2 separate regions of the Sus scrofa genome follow, and region 1 is linked to region 2. A link is a contact called in public HiChIP or PLAC-seq data. All regions are on one chromosome and are shown on one strand. The core of a region is the stretch at or near the end of the contact, and the rest is flanking DNA. Distances in the headings are between cores, read along the strand shown.

Region 1 (3,589 bases), core at 552-3,051, 440 kb before region 2:
GACTGGGAGGAGTTTGCAATTTCTTTCCCTCCTCTTTTGCAAATGAAGCACTGGCTTTAAGCTTTCTCTTCACCAAAAAGCATTTTAATGTGATATTTTATTTGAATAGTTCTGTTTAGCCAACAACTCAATCTGATACTTTTTATGGGGATTTATTTATTTATTTTTTGTCTAAATATATCTCCAGGAGCAAAGGTATATTATCATTTATGTGAGGAAGTGACATGATCTTCATACTTGTTAATCCATAAATAAGTATATGTCTATCACAGGCAGAGAAAATGAAGGGGTGGGGGAGAAACAATGCAGAGCAGCGGGGTTTCTGTGTGTGTCTAGCAGAGCATGAGAAAATGAGAATGATGTTAGTTTAGTTTTCATTCTATTCATCACACATGTTTTGGAGATAATAAATGGATATTGTCGTTTTTTTTTCAGGCAATATAATGCACATGAACTTTTTTAAGCTTTGTAGTTTTCCTTAGATTTTGTGGCAACATTTATAGAAATTTTAGAACAATTCAAAAGTCTAAAGGGAATGAAGTCCCTGAAAATTGGAGTGCTCTGTTGGATGGAATACATCCTGCTTATACATCTGAGTTTTGATGCAAATGCTGAAATGACAGGTAGAGAGAGGAGAATTATGGTGTCTGCTTATAGTCCCTGAAATGACATCCCTTGGCTAAATCCCCCTGCCAGGGGAGAAACAGACTATCTGGTATTTTGACAAGGAAGTGTTTATAAACACTAGAAAAAACTTGGACCTTCAGCAAAGAAGAGCTTATGAGAGGGGGCAGGGACAGAGTTAAACCAAGAATGTCTGGAAGAAGAGCAGCCAATACTGAACAACATTGCTTAAAAATCTAATGATGCGAGTTTCAGTTGCAGAGAAGGCTGAGTAGAATTTTGGGGGCATCTTTTACTTATTTTTCTTATCATACCATAAAAAGAAAAATTGAATTTCTAACAAAAATCATTCTGAATAATTTCTAATTAAGTTGAGACAGAGAAAGAAAATGATATAAAGATCTACTTTTACTTCAAAGCTCTCAGGAATAAAAGATGTTTACACTCACAAAAACAGATTCAAGTAACTTAGGCTACCCACCTCCCTGAAGAATTTCTGTAGCTGTGGCTCATTAGTTGAGGAAGGAAGAAGAGGGCAGGGGTCTGACTGAGGATTCTACTTGTGCCGCAAGGAGGCTCCAAGAGAGGGAGGCAATGCTACCTTGGCAACACTCGCAGTATCTTACAGTGACAAGTTCTCATTTAATTTGCTGCATATCCTTCTGTGTGGCCATAGCTACTGTAAAGGATCCATTACTCATTAAATAAGTGATGAATATACTCAAAAACTGCAGCCACATGGGCTGCACAAATGCATTTTCATATTATTAACATGTTGCCAACTTGCAACTCTTGGAAGTCTGAGTAAATGTTTTGACAAGAGGAGACAGCAAGGACAAATAAGAAGTAGCGGTCTTGAAGAAATTCAGCCCCACTTCTAACAGCTTTAAAGTCTTAAAGAGTGTTTTCACTGGGGCAGTACCAGATAAATTGCTCTTATATGTGCATGCAAGAGGCTAAAATTCCTTTGAAAGTTTATAATTTCTCATGGGAAAACACAACATAAAAGTTACTTTTACTCATAGAAAAACAAAACCATATTTTCCTGTCAACCTTTGCTGTTGGGAATTTCAAACTTTTTGCATTTTTTTCCTGTGATTCTTAGCTGGCCCAGGGGACAGGCGTTTACAACATAATTTACTTTCAACGTGTCTCTGTAAATCATTGTAATACTCTCTATTGCTTGTGGGGAAGAAAAAAAAGCTCCCAATGGGGCTTCTTGTCCCACTTTCCCAAGACTCTACCAGGCTAAACACAAACAGAAACTTTCCCTTTTTCATGTCCAACCTCAAAGACAAAAGCTCACAAAGGAAACATCATGCAGTGAGTACAGGTAGAGTTAGAAATATGGGAAGGCTCCCAGGGAAAAGATTATATTTTAAGATTAATTGTGGGGTGGGGGGGGATTGTCCCTAGGTGACATGGCAATTGGAGAAGGCTCAGGGCATTCTAGAGTAGGTGGGTTGCCCTCAGCCAAATAATTTAAAATCTTTTTTTCATACAAATATTAAGGACCTGTAGCATGTATTTGCCAAGCTATTAATATCAAGGATCATTCAGTTTTACATGAGAATTTGATGACTTATACACTGGCTGAACCTTCACCTTTTAGAACCTTAATGGGAATTTATTAGCTATTTCACAGTGTGTAAATTTGAATCTAGTTCAGATGAGAAAGAAAAATAGGGCATATCCAGGCCTAAAGAGTAACCTGAAAAGTAATATATCAGGGCAAAAAAGGATAAGGTATGAAATTAAACAGATGATTAAAAATGTCTTAAGCAGTCTGAGATTTGAAGACAGAACCTGAAAAATTAACACTCTATACAGATCATGGGGGTGCAAATTCAGGTGACGAGTGAGCCTGGTTCCTACACAAGCTGCAGATTAAGGAGTTAACATACCGTATTAACCTGCTTCTGCTAACTGTCCAGAACAGGAAATGTAACCCAGGTGGGTTTGATATTCACAAGATTAAAGCGTATGTGTACCATCAAATGGTCACCACATTAAAGCTGTTTTAATGAGGACTTGGGAGATAATAAATGAATGTCCCTAATTCACTGCAGAAAAGACAGCCTGACCTCCTTCTGACCTCTTTGTAGCCAGGTATCTTAAACAACATATTAGTTCTGCTTAAAGCCAAAATGGGATGGTCTGCAAGATAAAAACAAGCCAAATGCTTAAGAGAATGACTTTTGCTGGTGTTAAAGCCAGAGGAAAAAAAAAACCTTCTCCCTAGTGTCCTTATAAAAAGAACACTGTGTAACGGGATTAAAATCATCCTTACTGACACTTTTTCTCAGATACAACCCTCAGCTACGTCAGGCTGTTTCATATAGTGCCCCTCAATACCATCCAACAACATCATGCCAGGAAAATACCACTAGGTAAAGGTGTGGGCGGAGGACTATTATTTAAGGATATAACTTTCTGCCAGTTTATTTTAATCTGAGTAAAATTTAGAGGATTTAGAAGGACTGCTCATCTTTCAGGTAAAGCCTTTATAAATATCAAGCTTTTGATAGATTTATGACAGCAGTAATTGTGCTTCCTAGGAAATACTCAGGGCACAGCCAATTTATTGTGGTCCCACTTGTTTTTCCAGGGAGCAGGAATAGGGTCAGGTTTTGTAGAAACTGAGGACCCAGTGATGGTTTTTGCCAAATAAGAGACAACTTGTCTTCTGCTAAGAGGTGAACCAAAGGAGAAGCTCTGATTAGGGACGAGAGGACAAACAGGAAGTACTCCAGTGCCTATTTGGGTCATTGACTGCAAACGCTATAGAATAAACTTAAATTCATACAAGTGAGAATTCATTTTAAGTCTTGACCAACATAGATACTATCAATACTTTAAGCTACAATGGGTTTCAGATTTTTTTCCCCTGTAAGAAAAAAACCATGCTGGATGGAATTGGCTGAGTTTATATGAGCCTTATATTGGAGTGTTTTCTCTTAAATAA
Region 2 (3,404 bases), core at 738-3,237:
TGATAGGTGCAATGGGTGGGCTTTTGAATTGTTTTATTGCCTTCCTCATTTGGGGTTTTTGGCTCACACTCATTTGTCCACAAGCAGTGTCAGAGGCTTTTCCCTTGTGTAGCAGATTTTCTTACCTTTTTTCTTTCTTCTTCACTTCTAACCAATAAAAATTAGAGAAGTATCTCTCTAGTCTCCAATCTCTCCATCTCCAATCAGCCATGCCTCTGCATACGTGCATCTGTAGAAGACTGCAAACATGAAGCAATGTTTTTCAGTCGCCCTGATTTCACAAGTGTGTAAATCCCCGAAATTCTTCCCTTTTACTCTGAGCTCTCATTTGGGTGTTTGTATAGTTTGCATTCTCAAATGCCACCTGTTGAAAATAAAAGTCTCATGACATTTGCAAATTCTGGTTCATCCTAGTTTAGCTTTACACAGCAGTCTAATTTCACAGTGCTTAGCAATTACTTTTATTAGTTACTCCACCCAACAACCCTATGATGTCAGGAATTTCATCTCTTCCTCTCATTCTTTTCCTCTCTCCTGTTCCTTTTTTACACATATAAACACACAAACATCCACTTATTATCCCTTGAATTATTTTAGTGAATCTCTGTCTGCATCCCCAAATATTCCATATGACTGAAAGTAGCAAATGTCTGAAAAGATCATTTCTGTGTGGATACAAGCAGCTGAAGCACAGGGAAATAGAGATTTTTTTCTCTAATTATATATTTCTTATTTTAGAAACAATTTTCACCAGAAGTCAGAAGACTTAACAGTCTTAGCTATGTGACTTTAAACAAATCATGTTTTCTCAGCCCGCCTCAGTTTCCTTCTTGGTTAAAAGAAGGCAAGTACATGGGGGTCCATGGAGTGTCTGAGACATGTGGCTGTGCATTAAGGTTTTCAAGGGGCATCTGTGAGGTCAGGAAAGGATTTTTCTGGGGAATCAGAGCCAGACACAGTGTTCTTCCTGTTGATCACACACCCTCTGATAATGAACTCGGGGGGAGAGAGGTAAGGCTGCATGTTTCCCCAAAACCTGCTGTGCATACTTGAGATGCACACTTTCTAAAAAGTTAACTTTGTCAAAAAAAAAATTCTTTTAAGCTCTTCAAAATTGATTTATTCCTGTTATTGTCAAAGATTGGCTTTCTATGGTCATTTGGTAAATAAATAGCTTCAAGGGGGAAACAAACAGCGATGTTTTGCTTTTCTACTGCCAAGTTTACAAGTTAAATTTCAGCCACGACGTGTACTAAGAGCTTAGTGCTTCAAATGGCTAGAGGGAACCTGGGACTCTTGAAAGGGGCAGGGCAGTATGTTTTCTGCCATCACTCACTGAGTCACAGAAGCAGAAGATGAATGCCTTTTCAGGAGTTCTGTAGTTGTGATTTCACTCAAGTTCCAGTGGTTCTCAACCACTTCTCTAAATCTGAATGAAGAAGCAGCCACAGGGGCTGTGTGAATTAGGATAAAATGCATTCTGATTAAGGGCCGAAAGTGGCACTGGCTGTGGATTCATAAACTTTACAGTATGCTCAACATGTTCAGTACATGGAGAGCAGCATATCCTAAGAGACAGGACAGAACCCCCAAAACACACACCCTCTCCCATGCCCCGGTAGCAGCCTAACATATTTGTGTTTAATTACAGCCTATTTCTTTTAGCATCTCTGCCTCCCGTCAGCCACCTCTGTGCCTTTGGAAAGGCAGGCCTTCCACAGAGCATGTTCTTTTTACAAGTGTTGTGACAAGATTGTGTTTTGGTTCCAAAGGGTTAATCCCAATGTGAATTCTTTGCATGTGTAATTTAATACTTCATAACTGCTGAAAATTGGAGTCCACATAATTTATTTTCTTTGGTCGGGCACATTTGCCTCATGCTTGGCCGGGGCTGACTTCAGAAAGACACACCTAAAGCTCTCAAGTGTCCCAAGTGGCCCATGTCAGTTGTACAGAGGGATTGTGGTACTTGGCCAGAGCCCAAGGATTAGGTGTTCCTGAGAAGGTTTTTTTGGCTCTACAAAGCCCAAGGATGTCATGGGAATAGGCTGCACTCCCTTTTCCCCCTTGAAGGCCACATATCAACGGGGTATCTAACCACTCAGAGACAGGCTTTACACAAAGGTATACATTAAAACAAATAGAACATGCAACCAGAAAGAACCAAAAGAGAGGGAGGAATTGCTAAGTGGAGACAGGAAACAATTGCTTCATTGTTGGGGCCGTGATCTTAGAATTGCAGAGTGCAGCTCCATCTACAGGACTATTTGCAAAGCTGGAGCTTTTTGCTTAAAAAGCAAGGCAGAACTTTACATGCCAGCTTGCCCTGCACAGGCTTCACCTAATTCAAAAAAACCTACTTTTTACTGAAAAATAATTGTCCCTCTTTGATTAGAGGGATTGAAGAGCGACACAGAGATAATAAGTGAGAGGGGAAAGCTGTTCAAGGGGGCTTTCATTTAGCTCTTTTTCTTACATTGGCAGTAAATATTCTTCTCCTCCTTGCAATACTCATTTAATCTCTTTCTTTCCTTTTCAACAACTTCCTCTCATTTGGTTTCCTCTCATTATTCTTCGGTTTGGGAGGGGGCATGTGTATTTTCCCATTCAAGCAAAATAGAAGGCTGTGTTTGTTTGAACACCGTTCTTGTACTTCCTGGCAAGCTTTTGACTTTCAAGAAGGTTCAGGTTTTTAGGTTTAAAGGAGCTGAAAAACTTTAAAGTAATAATTAAAGCCAACTCTGTAAGTGCACATTTTCCTCTTTCTTCCCCCCTTTTATTTTAAAACCCTTGCCTGCCAATGCAGTGGCTGCTGTCTAATGCTATTTCAACAGGAGACCTGGGTTTCAGGACAAGATCCAGGCCATAGGGGAGACTTGATGGCTCGGGGAATTAGTAATGGGATTTGGAGCCCTTCATTTCTAGGTCACTGGTTTGAATAGAGCCCAGGTCAGTAATGACTGAAAGTTGTTACCACCCGATGTCTGCTCTTCCCACACTGATCTGAGGTTGCCCCGCCACCCAGTCCCCGAGTGCCTGTGGCACATCTGCGCTAATGGCCTTCATTGACAAGTTGGCTGTTACAACTTTAGGCCTAAATGTGATGCAGACCACCTCTGCCATGTGCAGAAAGAGTGTCCACGCTCTGCCCAAACTGCTTCTTCAGAGGATAATGGAGAGAGAGAGACAGAGACAGAGACAGAGACGTAGACAGAGAGAAAGAGAGAGAGAGAGAGAGGAGCACTTTAAAGCTCACTTGTCTTCCTGATGATTCTGGGACCTGGTTCATCTATCCTCACACACCCAAGTCTTTTCGGCATTAGATCCTCAGCCCCTCACAGGTTAAATGCACAGGGAAGGAATACCAGGCTACAGAGTGCTAAGTTTGCAAGTACTCCAAATAT

Evidence for each region. HiChIP or PLAC-seq counts read pairs in DNA pulled down with a chosen protein or histone mark.
Region 1: an H3K27ac HiChIP or PLAC-seq map of skeletal muscle shows a contact between it and region 2, with 8 times the contacts expected there. The contact joins two enhancer-like sites. A contact is called at or near these places in 1 of 47 Hi-C or Micro-C datasets (fetal skeletal muscle) and 2 of 2 datasets of contacts at active chromatin or transcription factors (alveolar macrophages and skeletal muscle).

The regions. Positions count from the first base shown.
Region 1 is chr15:6,682,988-6,686,576 of Sscrofa11.1, reverse strand. The region is part of intron 1 of LOC106506175 (a long non-coding RNA gene); the gene reads right to left. Among named protein-coding and RNA genes, the nearest start is that of ZEB2, 810 kb to the left of the region's middle. Within about 2 kb of position 1,801, at least 6 of the 83 cell types and tissues checked have an H3K27ac peak or open chromatin away from gene starts, as enhancers often do. A contact at or near this core is called in skeletal muscle, where this site is marked.
Region 2 is chr15:6,239,949-6,243,352 of Sscrofa11.1, reverse strand. No RefSeq gene overlaps it. Among named protein-coding and RNA genes, the nearest start is that of ZEB2, 1.3 Mb to the left of the region's middle. Within about 2 kb of position 1,987, at least 22 of the 83 cell types and tissues checked have an H3K27ac peak or open chromatin away from gene starts, as enhancers often do. A contact at or near this core is called in skeletal muscle, where this site is marked.